2 separate regions of the Mus musculus genome follow, and region 1 is linked to region 2. The links are chromatin contacts, called in public promoter capture Hi-C maps. All regions are on one chromosome and are shown on one strand. Each heading gives the region's core, a stretch centred on a gene start, on an enhancer-like site or on the middle of the called end of the contact. The rest is flanking DNA. Distances are from core to core; before and after follow the strand shown.

What was found. Promoter capture Hi-C pulls out the DNA fragments that hold promoters and counts their contacts.
Region 1: a promoter capture Hi-C map of pre-B cells shows a contact between it and region 2, with 3 times the contacts expected there. The contact joins the promoter of Usp25 here to the enhancer-like site in region 2. A contact is called at or near these places in 3 of 39 promoter capture datasets (3T3-L1-derived adipocytes, liver and pre-B cells), 1 of 484 Hi-C or Micro-C datasets (macrophages) and 1 of 115 datasets of contacts at active chromatin or transcription factors (pancreatic cancer cells).

What each region holds. Positions count from the first base shown.
Region 1 is chr16:77,011,668-77,015,439 of GRCm38.p6, reverse strand. It overlaps Usp25 (ubiquitin specific peptidase 25), which reads right to left and starts at 1,371. Exons shown (of 24, transcript NM_013918.2): 1 at 1,300-1,371. The coding sequence starts at 1,344.
Region 2 is chr16:76,530,846-76,534,824 of GRCm38.p6, reverse strand. No RefSeq gene overlaps it. Among named protein-coding and RNA genes, the nearest start is that of Gm30726, 16 kb to the left of the region's middle. Within about 2 kb of position 2,189, at least 72 of the 459 cell types and tissues checked have an H3K27ac peak or open chromatin away from gene starts, as enhancers often do. A contact at or near this core is called in liver and pre-B cells, where this site is marked.

The DNA.
Region 1 (3,772 bases), core at 122-2,621, 480 kb before region 2:
TAAAGATTATAGTGTTCTAGGAACAACATACAGAATTGGGAGGCCAACTGTTTTCTTCGTTATTGTTATTCAGTCTTGAATTCTTCTGCCACATTACAAACTACATCACAGTTCACCATAATCGTCTCAATGTGCAAGAAGCATAGACTAAAATAGGCTCCAAAACCAACTTTAACCAAAGTGTCTAAAATAACAATGCACTATCCCTACTTTCCAACATTCTCTGACATCTTTGGTTATCTCAAGGAACATAAAATGCTAAAACTATTTTAATGACAAAAAGAAAAAAACGGGGGGGGGGGGCTGTTTGAAGGTATTGGTCTATTTTTTAGTACAACAGGCCTCACTTTAAAGACAAGCACAGGTAGGCTTTACAGCAAGTACCTAGTGTCAAAACTACAGCAGGGTGTGGCATCCATTACTCACACCGATGAGCCAAAGGAGGCTCTGGCTGTTCACTGTATACCTAATTGCTCCTACAATTAGAATTCAACTAAGCCAACATTTCCCCGGTGCTCAAAATGCTTTTCACACCAATAAGGGGGGAGGGGGGAGGGCAGAACAAGTAATGACCGTCTGCTCTTCAGGACATGGAGCAAGCTATGCTGGAGCTTTTAAAGATTCTTAAAGTAAAACCTAGAACTAGCAAGATACTGTTCGAGAAACAATATGTGATGACCCCCCTAACTCTGCGTGAAACTGATGCTAGAGTAAAGAACGAACAAGAGAGCAAGGTCAAACTTAGGGGACAAAAGATTTGAGTAACAGCCATAAAGGTCTCCTTACGCGCGAGATACTTTCTAGATCCAAGAGAGAATAAAATAAAGAAAAGAAAGAATAACCAACCAAACACTCTACTTGTACAGATTCCACCCTGGGTCGATGCGATGTACCTGCCCTGGAAGACAGGTAATTCGTTTTGGGGAGGTCCGGTTTTTTTTTCCCCAGAACAGCAGGCCTGGCACAATAAGACCTCCGAAAGAGAAACTGTCCAAAAGGGGTGACAAGTGACATTCTTGCAGAAGAAAAGGGACTGGAAAAGGAAGCGAAGGAGAAGAAAGTTTAATTACAAAGCCTGGCAGAGTGAGTACTGGAGGAATGCGGGGGTCACTCTGGGGACGCGGCGCCGTCGGTTCTGGGAGAGCAATCCGCAGAAGGGAGTGGACGCGAAGCCTCTCACTACTGCACACCCCGCTCCGCACGCAGCCCCGCGGGACCGAGCGCGACGCTCCCGGAGTGGCCCGGCCGGCCGGGAGGCCACGCGGCCCGTCGAGGAGCGGCGACCAGCCCGCGCCTCACCTTCTGCGCCGCGCTCTGCTGCAGCACATTCTGCTCCACGGTCATGGCCCCCGCGGCGGCCCCGCCTGTCGCGCTCTACCGGGCCCGGGGCAGCGACGCGGACGGCCCGGGAGGACGGCGCCCCCGCCAGCCGGGCGCGAAGGCGATGGCGGCGGGCGAACGCGGGCCCCGCGGGCAAGCGGCGAGACGCTACCGGAGAGCGCCACCGCGGCCGCCTCAGGTCCTCTGCGCCCCGATCCTCAGCGCCGCTGAGCCGCGGCGGCCCGGCCCATGGGCGCAGGCGACGGAGAGCACGATCAAGCCGGGCCGCGTCACGCGTTCGCACTCAGCTTCGCCTGACCGCTCCGGGGGGACCACTGCGGGCCGGCGGCAAGCGGACGGAGGGAGCGGCCACCCGGAATGGCGCTGTCCTCCGGCCGCCGCGACTCCGCCTCCAGCCCCTCCCTCGCCGCGGTCACCGCCCCCGCCCCGCCCTCCTGCCCCGCCCCCGCTCTGCCCCGCCCCACCCGTCCTAACCCTACATTGTGACCCGCGGGAGCGGAAGGAGGGGCTGTGTTGCTGCCCCGCCCCCTGGTGGGCCCCGCCCTCCGTCTAAGCTCCTCTCAGCGCGCGGGCTGGACGGCCAGAACCGCCCATCCTGCAGGTTACTGTGCACCATTTAAGGCTCTTGCTAAACTCTGACATTGCGACCCCCCGACCCCCAGTCGAGGCTAGAGCCATAGGACGGTATACCAGATCACCTTCCTGTCTAACGGTCTCCAAAACAATCAACGTCCTTCCATACCTGTAATGTCCCAAAACCTGGGCGGGCCCAGAACTCCAGCTATTTCCTATGTCACCCAAGCCTTTCTAGGAATTTCACAAGCCATGAACCTGCTGGAAGAAAAAAGTCAAATAAGCAGAACGCTGTTAGAAGTCCTTCTGGACTGTACTTTTCTCAACTATTCGTTACATACATCAGGACTGACATTCTGTGTTTATTTCATGCACTGGAATGTGTGACAGTCACTGCTAGACTGGGGATTTAAGGTTTATTTACTGAAGAGAATCTAAATGAATAGACATAAGGCAAACAACATTATGAAAGAATCACTGCCTAGATGATGCATAATTCTAATATCCCTGTTGCCAAATTAAACAAACGATTAACTACCGTATGTGGAATAGTCTACTGTAAACGGAATTGGAGGAAAAGCCTAACAGTAAGTAAGAAACCTGGAAGTAAAATATCTTCAATTGCACCAGCTAAACTAGGGACAGAGTAAGACCGAGACCCAGGGGAGGGTAGATTAATGAGCACAGGGTTACAAATACAATAATACAGTGCACATACAAGTTAGACTGTAATTTAATCCACGGCAAGAAAAGCAGGCTTGGTAAAGAATCCAAGAAATACCAGGTCTTATATCATCATAATAACTCGGAAAAAGTCTTGTAATAACTCTTTGTACTTTATAACCACATCTAATCTTCCTTTGGGATGTCTTCAACCCTCTTTTGTGATTCCTTCCTTGTATTTGTCATGTTCGTTTGACAAATTTTAAATTTTGACTTCATTCATGGTCCTAAATCCTTGACTACAAAGGTTGTGAAATGATTGGAGGTGAGGAATTTTATGGATACTGCAAGAATTCCAGAGCACATGCTGTTTATGAGAACACAGACCCGGAGAGCACGTGTCTGAGAATGGACCTCAGAGCTACGTTTCCACAGTTAGAGACCTCAGCGCTGTAACTTCTCATTCACAGAGTAGCTTTGTGATTCTCCACAGGGGAGAGAGTTTTACAAGGTCATTTTCTTCCATTCAAAAGTACAAAAATTACCTGAGATTTGAGATACTGCTCACTAGTAGTAAGCATGGAAGCACATAGCTACACATTTGATCTTCAGGACCACTGCTTTTAAAAAGTTAAAAATTAATGTGAAAAAACTATTACAATGGTTTTTTTTTAAATCTATTGCCAGATATTCAACTTTAACTTCAGGAATTTGGTAGTACAATAATTCCCCAGAGTTTCATTATTTAGTCTTAGTTTTAAAATCTTTAGTACCTACCTAGTAGATAAAAGTTTAATAGCCCACCTAGAGATTTAATTTCCAGCTCATTTCTGAAGATTTCTTACTCATTCAATGATTTTTGGCACACTGTCAATTGTCCAAGTATATGATTTTGAGATAACTTATTTGTAGGTTAACTTATATGTGTTTCTTTTTTAAAAAGATTGTAATTGGAATAATTGGAGAGCAGAAATTTGTGAATTAACATAAATTAGTACAAAAGCCCGTTTTTGAGAATTTGCGTATCTGTCAGCTTTGCTGCTCATGTATTTAGACCTTTGTCGTGTATTTAGAGGCTTTGAAAGACCTGGTAGCTGGAACTGTAGAGTCACAGAATATTGCATATGAACTCGTACCCTACTACATTACATGATTGATATTCGGTGAAAAATTATATGAAATACAAATCAAGTGT
Region 2 (3,979 bases), core at 940-3,439:
CGTGTACGTGTAAGCTAGGTTAAGGTAGGATTGGTGCTGTGTGTTTTTCTCCATCACTCCTTGTGTTACTTACTGAAGCATGCTCTGTCACTAGAAATATGAGCACAACAAAGTTGCTAATGGATCTGGCCAACTTGTCTCAACAGGCAGGAATGAGCGGTGTGGGGATGAAAATCCCATTTCTAGTTTCTGAGCTTTGGTAGACAGGTTGCCAAGACCTGCCCTGTTTTTTAATGGGGATATTGGGGACCTGAACTTGGGTCCTCACATTGCCATGGGAGAGGTTTATCTACTGAGCCATCTCCTTAGCCCATGCAATTATTCTTCAAAGGATTGTAAGGGTAGTTACTATTAATATATTGGTGCTGTCGCATTTCAAAACAAAAAGCAAGAGAGGTTTGGAATAGTAGAGCTGATATTGAAGACCAGGAAAGTGAGCTCTCCTTCACACTGACATTTTGGTATGCCAAGAATCGTGTGAGTGGCCACCTTATTGTATCATTTCTTCCTAGCCCAGTACAGAGTAAGACACGGCGCCTAAAATAATTGCAGATTAGAGGCATAACGAATGCACTGGCCCAGGTTTATTCAATAGGAAAATATCTACTTCTAAATGGCTCCTTATTTCAACTCGGCTATTTCTAGAACTCGAAAGGGTGATCTTTCAAAATCTGGATGGTGCCATCCCTGATACTGATCACCTACAGTGGCTTCTGTTTTTCCAGAACAATCACCAGAAATTCTATAGCCACGCATGGGAAGCTCTCTTCCCTCTGTCTCAGACTCTCACCTCCTTCTCCCGTTCTGCCCTTGCCTCCAATCCAAGATACACACCATAGCTCCATGTTATCTGGGTCCTAGTGTGATTCTGTGTGCTCTGTCATGTGTCTCTTTTCTCTTCATATACTTGGATAGTGGTTTGCTTTTCTTCTGGTACTAACTAATTCAAAGCTCAAACGCTGTACGGAGTCCCCCGTGAGCTTTCTTCTCTGCAGCCCTGAGTTCTCCCAGGCTTTCAGGTTCTCAGAACCTTCTGTTACTACAGGTGGAGTATTAGTCTTCGGTTTACCTCAAAATACTCTGAAGACTGAGGGTTTGGGGTTTTTCATTTTTTTCAAATTGAATTCTGATACACTCAACATGACAGTCCAGTGTACATAGTAGGAACATAAATGTCCTAGAGGAGAAAAGGACAGAGTTGGAGAAAGAGAGAAGAGGAGAGGGAAGGAGAGAAAATCAGGGACGAGGGGGAGAAACATCACTATTGAACAGGTCATTACACTCAGCCAAAGCTGAAAATAAATAAATAAATAAATAAATAAATAAATAAATAAATAAATAAATAAATAAAATCAATTCTTTGGTCTCGGTATTCGGGGGAAGTATGGAGAGGAGCAAGCTTAAGTTACATAATTTTTTTCTTCCTCCACACACAAATGAACAAGGGATAATTTACTATTCAGACCAAAGACCTCTAAGGAAAGAAAAAAAAAAAAGTACTGACAGTTTTTTTTTTCAATGTACTAAAAATGTTATTTAAATTTTAAAGAATCAACTTTGTTATTTTGTAACTGGCTAACCTCAAGGCTTCATAGAAAGGACTCTGATCGGCTACTCCTGAGTGACAACCGGACTTAAGAAGCCAAAGCAACCGTGGTCTGTTAAAAGTTGGCCTTTGAGTCCTAAGAGCGCGCAACTCCTCTCAAGTCCACTTCATTCCACTGCCGACGTGGAAATGCAGACCAGAAATAACCAAATTCTTACTGTATAAAGGTTTGGCTTCGATGCCAGGTAAAAGTTAATGATTTTGCAGCTTTATGTGTGTTTTTAGGTCATGAGATTAGTCTGTTTTACTTCCTCTTTCCTGGGGAGGGCTGGGTGCAGGAGATTCTTAACTCTTTATGGCTTTCGTTCGTTCGTTCACTCCACAGCAAGCTCGGCTAAACCAAGCTAAGCAAGCTTTGTCAGGTCCTAACAGACGTGAAGATGCTTCAAACAGGCTTTCGTTTGAAGATGGGTTGGAATATCTTGTCCTCTAATGGGTAGGCCTGGTACGAGCTGTTACAGCTGTTATGAGCTTCAGGAAAAAAAAAAATGCAAAATACTTTTGCTTTTCGAGAAGTGTGGAAGCCATGTCCCGTCTCAGCGAGGGGTGGCTCATGAAGAATGAGGAGACATTAAAGACAGGAAGGCAACACCAACTGTCACTACATGGTTCCATTTGTTAGTCACACCTCCTCCTCTCCGTTCCTCTGCAAATCTCCCAGATTATCAAGAGAGCTTAACAAAATACACACGGAAATAAATAAGAAAACAAGAGCCAGATGGCAGGGAGCTGGGGGGGACTGGCCTCAGCTGCTCGCTTCTGCGCCCTTCCTTCGGTAGCACCCATCTCCCTGCCTTGGCTACTCAAGTCTTGTTTATCCTAATACCGCCCTTCACCCTTTGCAACCTTTCCTCTTATAAACTCAGAGCCTAGCAGGCAGGAAACCCGACTATCAGCCTGATCAGGAAATCCAGTCCAAGGTCATTCAGGCCAGGACCTTTCAATCCAAGGCCAGTTGGTCCAGAACAGTGAGTCTGCGGCAAAACTTAAAAGCCAGTTCCTGGATTCCCAGTAGGTCTGAGCGCTGACTGCAGTGCTCTACCATTGTAAAGACAAAGGGGTTGTCCTGTGGCCTTGCCGCCATTCAGAGGCCACGCTGTTCTAATTTCATTTTACTGTTTATAAACTGTGAGCATTTCTTTCTGCCTTACTCTTTACCTAGCCTATTTCTAGGATCATTTTCTCTCGTTTATTTGAAAAAGCTTCTTTGGGCACCTGAAAAATACAAAGAGATAGGACGATCAAGAGCTAGATGCGGAGTCAGTCATCTTTTTAGCAGTACGCAGCACATGTCTTAACTATAAACATCAGGAAGGAAGCCTATCTGCAGAGACTACTCCAGAAAACACACACAAAAGGGGGCTTTTTAGCTTAGAACAGCCTCCGGTTACTCTCCTGCGTTTTGAATGAAAGAATTTGGAGGGACTATTCAGGTGTTGGGAACAAGATAAATCAGTCAGTGATAGCCTCTCTACCCAAGTTCACAGGTAAGTTTGCCCAAACTTGCAGTGTTGAAAATAGACTGGTACATCTTCAAAGCTTCTCTTCAAATGCAGAGGGTAAGTAAAAAAATCACATAGGATGGAGACCCCAAACCTATTTTTATGAGAGAGGCTAAAAATATATATAAAAACAAATATAAAGCATCACAAATGCTAACTTATAGGGGAAATTTAGAGGCAAATAAGAAGTTAGGGAAAGTGCTGTTGCCTTTTTACAGTGAGCCACTAAACATGTAAGAGGATTTTCAGTTGAAGATGCTGGTTTTACTTAGGTCAAGTTGTCATTTAACTGATATAATCAATATCCCATATTTATTTTTTTTTCTTTTGTAGAAGCAAAGTTACTTCTCCTAATTTGTAAACTTTCAATCATTCTTCGCCCGCTCTTCCTTGGTTCCTAGGATAAATCCCAATATTCCAGACGTGAACCTGGAAGTAAGTCCGTGCAGGCTCTACTCAGCCATCAGAGTGTCCTCCTGGTTGCAATGCTTAAACTAGGGCTTTGGCCAACAGTACCAGAGCCTGGATCTGACCAGTGGTATCAGCCTGGGCAAAGTGGCAGCAGCCAACCATACTGACCTCTGTGTGAGTAACCTGGCCATGAGCTCTGACCCATGGGTGGGGCTGGCGTCTTGCAGTACACGCCCATTGCCTAATCCCTCTGACTCCAGCAAAACTGCAGAGAAAGGGATAGGATGACTCTTACCTCCAGAAGGGGTGTAGAAGGAGGAAGAAGGAAGATGGCCAAATACCCTGGGGTGAGGGAAGTTCCTGGCCTCTGTTGATCCCATTGGGAGAGTCATGGTATTTCTGCTCAGATGGTTAATAAGATCACGGGAGTCAGAAGTCAATGTTCAGCCCGTCAATTTCT